Regions from separate parts of the Mus musculus genome. Here region 1 is linked to region 2. Evidence: chromatin contacts called from public promoter capture Hi-C data. All regions are on one chromosome and are shown on one strand. The core of a region is the stretch at or near the end of the contact, and the rest is flanking DNA. Distances in the headings are between cores, read along the strand shown.

The links. Capture Hi-C pulls out chosen DNA fragments and counts their contacts.
Region 1: a promoter capture Hi-C map of liver shows a contact between it and region 2, with 3 times the contacts expected there. The contact joins the promoter of Pnkd here to the promoter of Abcb6 in region 2. A contact is called at or near these places in 2 of 39 promoter capture datasets (the HPC-7 cell line and pre-B cells) and 2 of 9 other capture datasets (adipose tissue and liver).

Annotation. Positions count from the first base shown.
Region 1 is chr1:74,282,636-74,286,707 of GRCm38.p6, reverse strand. It overlaps Pnkd (paroxysmal nonkinesiogenic dyskinesia), which reads right to left and starts at 1,674. Exons shown (of 10, transcript NM_001039509.1): 1 at 1,571-1,674; 2 at 698-866. The coding sequence starts at 1,637. Aamp (angio-associated migratory protein) reads left to right here and starts at 1,970. Exons shown (of 11, transcript NM_146110.3): 1 at 1,970-2,205; 2 at 2,667-2,822; 3 at 3,495-3,614. The coding sequence starts at 2,085. It overlaps Gm28364 (predicted gene 28364), which reads right to left. Exons shown (of 2, transcript NR_168296.1): 2 at 3,994-4,072.
Region 2 is chr1:75,178,503-75,182,465 of GRCm38.p6, reverse strand. It overlaps Abcb6 (ATP-binding cassette, sub-family B (MDR/TAP), member 6), which reads left to right and starts at 2,074. Exons shown (of 19, transcript NM_023732.3): 1 at 2,074-2,896; 2 at 3,398-3,535. The coding sequence starts at 2,348. Atg9a (autophagy related 9A) reads left to right here. Exons shown (of 16, transcript NM_001288612.1): 16 at 535-1,605. The coding sequence ends at 540.

The sequences.
Region 1 (4,072 bases), core at 425-2,924, 900 kb after region 2:
CTGCATACACTGTCTCATGTCCCGTGCCAGACCTCTTTATTTTTCTTTATGGTGTTAAGCTTGTGCACAACCACTAAGGTACATCGACCAACTCTCAGTCTTAGCAGCTACAACTGAAAGAGGGCATTGGTAAGGGCCAAAGAACAGGAAGCCACAAGAGCTGGTGACAATCACAGCTGGGAGCCTCTGTTCCCTCCTTGGAGGGATGGAAATGCAAGGTTTACCTCAGAAAGCTTCAAACGTTATATGGCAAAGTATTGTCATACCTCAGACATTGGATGGAAAAAAATGTTAATTTCCCTTCCTTTTACTTTAGTGAGTGATAATCAGTAATATGTATTAAGGCCAGAATCAGATCCACAGAATTCACAGAAACACGTCTAGCTTCTACACAACGCAATCTGACACTTAATTACTGGGATTGGAATGTGACCCCTGCTCCCAAAGGGAAGGATGAATCCAGTGACTCAAATTCAAATCAGATCAGCTCAATTTGCTCCACAGAAAAGCCACTATCCCCCAATTTTACATATTTTTCCACCCTAGCCCCCCCCCCCCTTCTGAGAGTCCATCCCTTGACTCCAGCAATTTCCTTCCCTTGGATTCAGCTCTCCACCCGCATTTCAGAGAAGTTTCTAGGTCCCCACACCTTTCAATGCACTCCCCACTGGTAGGCAAAGGGAGCAGTTAAACTCACCAGGCTAGCCCCACGGCTTTCATGGGGTTCTTGCCCCTCTTTCTGGGAATGTATTCTAGCTCAGGGGAGAGGGGCTCGGGCTCCTCCTTGCATTCTGGTGAGCTGTGGCTCTGCAGTGCTCTGGTCCTGTTCTGGGAAGCCTTGTTAGCTGTGGCTCCAGAGAGGATCCCTGTGAATGAAAGTATGGCATGTCAGTATGGGAGATGAGGAAGGGGAGTGACTGCAGTCTGGAGTAACAAGTGCAGTGAAGAATCTAAAGAGAAATGGGAAAATCGCCATCGGGTGACACCTTTGGAAGGCTACTTAAACGTCACTGCGGGCTCCTCACCCTGGTGCCAAGGCAGTGAGCTTCGCTGCTGTTCTATTCAGAAGTCAGGCTGGGAAGGACTGCAGAGGAACTCACCGGAGACATACGTATGAAGGAAATCCGGGGAACTGTTTTAAAACTGCAGGACCTTAAGCTATCCTTAAGGATAACTAACTCCATCCCGTCGAAGAGGAAGCTGAAGCCCGAAGACGAGCTGCTTCGCACAAGGTCAAACCGCTAATTACTCAGTGCTAGAACTCAAGCCTCCAGATGCCCAGGGCTCTTTCCTCTGCACTGCGGTGAGTGTGAAACCCCTGGGGCGCGGGAGTCTAAAGGTTTCTTTGGTACCCTCTCTAGCAATAAGACCCTAGACACGCCGCGCAACCTAAACGCAGGAGTTGGACTGGGTGACCTCTAGAGCATCTTTTCACCCCCAGACTCTCTAAGATCTTGCAGAGAGGTGTGGGCAGCAATTGGCATGCTGACTTCCTGCTGTCGCGCTGGGTGGGATATAAAGGAAACGGAATCTTTTAAAACCCTGCCCTCCCGAGGGTCCCTCTCCTTACCCCGGAGGACGCGGGCATTTCTCGCCCCCCGGCCCTTCAGCGCCGTAGCAGCTACCACCGCCGCCATGTTCGGGTCCCACCCCCCTTCACTGCGCTCCCCGTCGGGAATTGTAGTTTGCGTAAGGGGCCTCCCCCGCGCCTTCCGTCCTGCCTACAGAGCAAAAACTACATTTCCCAGAAGTCCGCGTAGCGGGCCCCGGAGAACTACTCCTCCCAGGAGACCCTGGAGGCGCGCACGCTCGCTTGTTTCCCTTCAGCTGGGGGCGGAGTCATGTAAGGTGGAGCTTGGGCTCTCCCGCCACGCCCCGGCCTGGTCATCCTAGTTCTGCCTTATGATTGGCGGCTCTGTTAGTCCACCACTGTCGCCATTGGCCCGGATGCCGTCGCTCTTTCGGCCGGGAGTCACCTACGCCTACTTCCTCCCGGGAGGAGGGGCTCGAGTTCCGCGTCGTCGCGCAGAGCTGACTCTGGGAGGCGTTTGGGCCCAGAGAAGTGGATCGGTAGCTTTCGCCGCATGGAGTCCGAATCGGAGAGCGGAGCGGCCGCTGACACCCCGCCTCTGGAGACTCTGAGCTTTCACGGAGATGAAGAGATCATTGAGGTGGTAGAGCTGGATCCAGGCCCGCCGGACCCGGGTGAGAACTGACGCTCCTGAGGCCACGGGACAAGAGGCGCTCACCCCTGGCCTCTGACCCCTGCTTCTCCCCAGTCCCCCCTCCCCCCTTCCCTACCGGTCGTTCCTACCGACATTTCTCTCCCAGACCTCCTCCCCTACCCCCCACCTTTAGTTTCTAGGCCTGGCTGGGTGGGGGTTCCCTGACGCCTCCCCTAGCCCTTCCCCTCACACACCCCCTTCCCATCATGCCCTCTGTCCTCTCTTCCCACACGGTCGCTGGCCAACACCAGATCTTCAGACCTAGCCTCTCTCCCCCTCCCCGCCCCCCAAGTGCTCTCTTCCTGCTCGGTACGTGTGAGACAACATCTTAACCTTTGGCCACACGACCCACCCTAGCTTCACCTTTTTCATTCTTTAACCCTTACCCCATTCCTTGTATTATCTTTGGAGCTCCATCTTTTAACGCTTCTCTCAAAGCAGATGATCTGGCCCAGGAGATGGAAGACGTGGACTTTGAGGAAGAGGAAGAAGAAGAAGAGGGCAATGACGAGGGCTGGGTCTTGGAACCCCAGGAAGGGGTGGTCGGTAGCATGGAGGGCCCGGATGATAGTGAGGTCACCTTTGCATTGCACTCAGGTAGGCCTTTGAACATCTCAGATCAGTGCAGATGGGCTTTTGAGTATGGCCTGTTGGTCCTAGGCAGCTATTATAAGAGACCAAAGTGAAAGCCACCTACTTTGGCCTGCAGGATATTCAAAGGAAGGGCCATAGGGCACTGGGGTTAAGTGTGACCCCTGGGTTCAAATCCTACCTCTGCTGTTTAGCAGTCTGTCAGCTTTGTTAGCTTTCTGGATCTTGGTATTCTTTAAAATATATATATATATATATATATATATAAAATCTTGTATGAAAGTGAATGGAAGTAACCTAAGTGGAAATTAAAGGTAGTTTACATTCCAGAAGGGGCATTAATAATAATCTCGGATGCCAGCCTCATGAAACTCTCATAACTTAATTCATACCTAGCCTGGTATGGCCTGTCCTGTCAGCTGTGCACCTCAGAGAACGTGGTAAGGGGAACAGCACAGCAGGGGGCTATGCTCCAGAGGAGGTCACAGCTCTGTGGGCTCTGGAAGGGTTTCTCTAACAACCTGAGGCTCCAGACAAGAACTGGATGCAGCTGTCCCAGGAAAGAGCAGCTATGGCTTTGGGGAAAAAGGGAGTGTGCTTCCTGAAGGTTCTGAAAGACAGAGCTCTAGGTGAGAACCCGGTTCCATCCCCATTCTCATGGACTATGTCTTGGGACAGCGTCTGTGTTCTGTGTGAGCCTGGACCCCAAAACCAACACCTTGGCAGTGACAGGGGGCGAAGACGACAAGGCCTTCGTGTGGAGGCTCGGTGATGGAGAGCTGCTCTTTGAGTGTGCAGGTGAGAGGCTGGGGAGGTTGTGTTCCTTTGGATGTCCTGGCAGGGGGCCCCTGAGAATACCCAGCTGCCGTTTACCAGCCTCTGTCTTGTGCCGGATTCAGGGACCCACAATGGAAGAACTGTTTGGCAGGCATTTGGACAGGACATGCTAATAGGCCAAGAGAGGCTGGCTGAGATGAGCATGGTGCTGGGGTAGGAGTAGACAGAGGCACAGAGAAGATAGGCTCTGGTTGCTTAACAGTGGGGCCAGTAGTATCTGTTCTTGGGAAACGGGAGTGCTAGTCCCTGGAGCTGCAGCAAGTTTGGCCCCCTTCTTTGCTGAGGTCCTCCTACTTTCTTTTCTGCTCAGTTGCCTTTAAACAGTGACTAGATGCATGGGTCACTTGTCCCCAACATTTAGGTATTTTTTAATGTTCTTTTTTGCCACCTTTTTAAAGGTTATATAGTTGGGTTGGCCT
Region 2 (3,963 bases), core at 825-3,324:
ATGGCTCAGTGCCTAAGAACACTGGGGGCTCTTCCAGAGGACCCAGGTTCGTTTTCCAGCACCCACACAGTGGCTCACCACCGTCTGTAACCCCAGCCCCAGGGGGTCAGATGCCATCTTCTGGTCTTCAAAAGTACTGCACACACACATGATTCAGACTTTTTTTTTTTTTTTTTTTTTTTTTTGGTTTATCTAGACAGTGTTTCTCTGTGTAGCCCTGGCTGTCCTGGAACTCACTTTGTAGACCAGGCTGGCCTTGAACTCAGAAATCCACCTGCTTCTGCCTACTGAGGGCTGGGATTAAAGGCGTGAGCCACCACAGCCGGCTGATTCAGACTTCGATGCAGACAAAACACTCATGCACAAATACATTTTTGAAAAGCAAAAAACCCACTTTCTTCTTTTTACTGCTCTGAAGTTCAAGACTTAACTTCCCTAGCTTCCAGCGTTTTCTTTCCTTTATTTCTAGATTCCTCTGGGGCAAGACGATAGCTGAAGACTATCTGTACTACCGGTCTTTCCTTTCCTCCACAGGTATAGGCAAGGCGGTAGCTGGTTCCCATGCTCCAGGATGGAGGTGGCAGCTGCCCTGCCATCCCTTCTGTCTGCCATGAGAGGGACTCTCTGAGTGTCGCCTGGCCCCACGTGTGGTGTTTTGTGTGTTCCTGCCTGGCCAAGGGAGGTGCCAATGCTGGGCTTACCATAGTCCAGGAAGAATATGAGGACTAGGGGCACACAAGAGTCTAGCTTCGTCTCCAGGACTCCCTTGGCTCAGAGTGTGGTGCTAGAAACTGGTCCCCAGCCCAGTCCCAGTACTGCCATCTTTGCATCCACCCCTGCAAGTCTCCAGAGGGCTTCCTGCCACAGAAGTGCTGCCAAGCAGAAGAACCTGTGCCAACTGTGGAGTGGGGAGGCAGGGCCTGAACCCTCAATCCCTGCAGCCTAGCCTCCCCACCCTCCAGAACCTGGAATAGCTGAGCAGCTCAGGCTGTGGCCCTTACCTCCAGTCCTCACCTCAACCTGCGCTGCAGCCTCCCTCCCCCCTGCACATCACTGGCATGTGTGCTGCTTGACCACCCCCCCTTCTGTTCACCTGCCCCCCTTCTGTTTGGCTTTGGCTTTTTGTTGGGGTGAGAGCCCTAGCTCCCAGCTCCCCTCACTATCTTTTGACACTAAGATGGAAGGTTACTAAGTTGCAGGAACAGGATGAAAATTCTTTATTACCCTCTTCAACTTTTAGGACGAGCACTTGGGAGTGTGAGGCCTTCCTGGCTGCTTCTATGTAGTCCTACCACCTGCACAGAGGGGCTGGCAGGGCAGAAGTGTGACCTCAGTTATATATACATCCCAGCTCTGCCCAGTATCCCTCACTTACCAAGAGGAGAATGGAGGGATAATGGACTCACCCTAGCCTAGGGCTTCGACATTGCATGCTGGGATCCAGCTCCTACCCTTCCTGCACTCCCTTCCCCAGTTCTGCTCAGCTCAGCTGTGGGAGGTAAACTTAAGCTGAAGGTGGCGGACTCTACTGTCGCAGGCCACAGCAGACAGGGTGGGAGCCCTGTACAGCTTGATAACCCTTAATAAAGAAGGGACTTTGATCTGGTTGTGGCATCTTTTTTTTTCCCCCACGCAGCAGTTTGGGGGGGGGGGGGGGGGTCTTAGGACTGTAAAAGAGTCCTGGCCGGGAGGCTTGGGAAACAAGTACGCCTGCAGGACCACGGGAACAGAACTAGGACTCAGAGAAGAGCTGTTTCTAGTGTGCTTCAGTAGCTTGATAATGTGTGAAGCCCTGAGTTCGTTCTTTAGCACTATAATAGAGGGAACTGAAGCAGGTTAGAGACCAGGGAGGCCTCGGTGTAATGCCTTTATAAAGGGCGGGGGTGGAGGGTGGGGAGTGCAAATTCGGACGCACTACTCTGTGGAGGTCAAAGTCTCCAGTCAGATTCAGGTTAGAGTTCCCGCCTTGGACATGTGACCCAGTCGGTTCTCAGCCCTATTTGTGTTCCTTACCCTTGGCCAATGGGAACCCTGGATAGATCTGGTGGGCGGGGCCGCTGCCGTAAAGGACCCAACATTTTTGTGCGGCGGCTCCGAGCCTTAGGGTCCCAGCTGCTAGCGAGTGGGAACCGGCAAGCACGGCGTACGTGGCTTGCGTGAGTATGCGTGGTAGCGGCGCGTGCGTGAAGAGAGTGGGCAGTGTAGCAGGTCCACGTGCGTCCCTTCCCGCGACCCAAGCGGCGTAGCTCCATGTCCCAGGACACCCTGGCATCTGCGGCCCTCTCTGAAGGGTCAGCCCGACTCTTTGTGCAGTGACCTCAAGTTCAGCCAGCAGCCACACATCGCCATGGTGACTGTGGGCAACTACTGCGAGACCGAAGGGCCGGCGGGGCCCGCTTGGACTCAGAATGGCTTGAGTCCCTGCTTCTTCTTCACGCTAGTGCCCTCGACACTCCTGACTCTGGGGGTACTGGCCTTGGTGCTGGTTCTTCCCCGCAGGCGTCGGGAGGTGCCTGCTGGCCCAGAAGAGCTGTCTTGGGCGGCTGGCCCTCGGGTGGCCCCATATGTGCTGCAGCTGTTTCTGGCCACACTTCAGATGGCACTGCCCCTGGCTGGTCTGGCTGGCCGAGTGGGCACTGCTCGGGGGGTCCGTCTGCCAGGCTACCTACTGCTGGCTTCTGTGCTGGAGAGTCTGGCCAGCGTCTGTGGCTTGTGGCTGCTCGTGGTGGAACGGAGCCAGGCACGGCAGAGTCTGGCAATGGGCGTCTGGATGAAGTTCAGGCATAGCTTGGGTCTCCTGCTCCTCTGGACTGTGACATTTGCAGCCGAGAACTTGGCCCTAGTATCTTGGAACAGCCCGCAGTGGTGGTGGGCCAGAGCAGATCTGGGCCAGCAGGTAAGGAGCCTTATGGGAAGGAGATACACTGATATTTGACAAGTACTGTGTCAGGACCAACTGGCTCCATGCTTTAGAAAAAAGAATGGAGTGTCTGGCGGTGGCTGGAAGCTGATAGCCAGCTGGTGGGGTTACCCAGCATTGGATGGGGTGTGTCTGTGCTGAGTCATTGTGGGTTTTTTTTTTTTAATTAAAAAAAAAAAAACCTGTTGCTAGGCTCCTGGTAAGCATCTGAGTGTTGTAAGAAGTAATACAATAGGTTTGGGTAGTGGTTCACACCTGTTCTGTCATTGTTTTATTTTTCTGGTTTTTCTTTCTTTTTTTCAAGGTTTATTTATTTTATGTATATGACTACACAGTAGCTGTTTTCAGACACAACAGAAGAGGTCATCAGATGGCATTACAAATGGTTGTGGGAATTGAACTTAGGACCTCTGGAAGAGCAGTCAGTGCTCTTGACCGCTGAGCCATCTCTCCAGCCCCTTCTCTCTTTCATTCTAGGTTCAATTTGGCCTGTGGGTCCTGCGTTATGTGACCTCTGGAGGGCTATTTATCTTGGGGCTCTGGGCCCCAGGACTTCGCCCCCAGTCTTATACTCTACACGTTCATGAAGAAGACCAAGATGTAGGAGGGAACCAGGTATGCCAAGTGTATACACTCCTTTAACCCCAGAGGCAGGCAGATCTCTGTTGAGGTCAAAGCCAGCCTGGTATACAAAGTGAGTTTCAGGACAGCTGAGGCTGTTACACAGAGAAAGCCTCTCTCAAAAACAAAACAACAGAACCAGGTATCCCTAGTTTTCTCAGTCAAGAGTATCTTTTGTGCAGTAGCTTTGTGCAGAACCCAGTACTTTGTGAACATTAAACATGTGTCCACCACCGAGCTACTTCCCAAGCCCCTCTGAATGCTGGGATTTATTATAATTTTGTTCCGTGTCATCATCTCTGAATGAAATGGGTGCAGCAAAGAAACTGAAATAGCCACTCCATAGGTGAAAAGGAGATTTATTTCAAACTACTAAAGCAGTCTCTCGGGGAAAGCAGAGAGAGGCATGGGGGAGAGGGTGT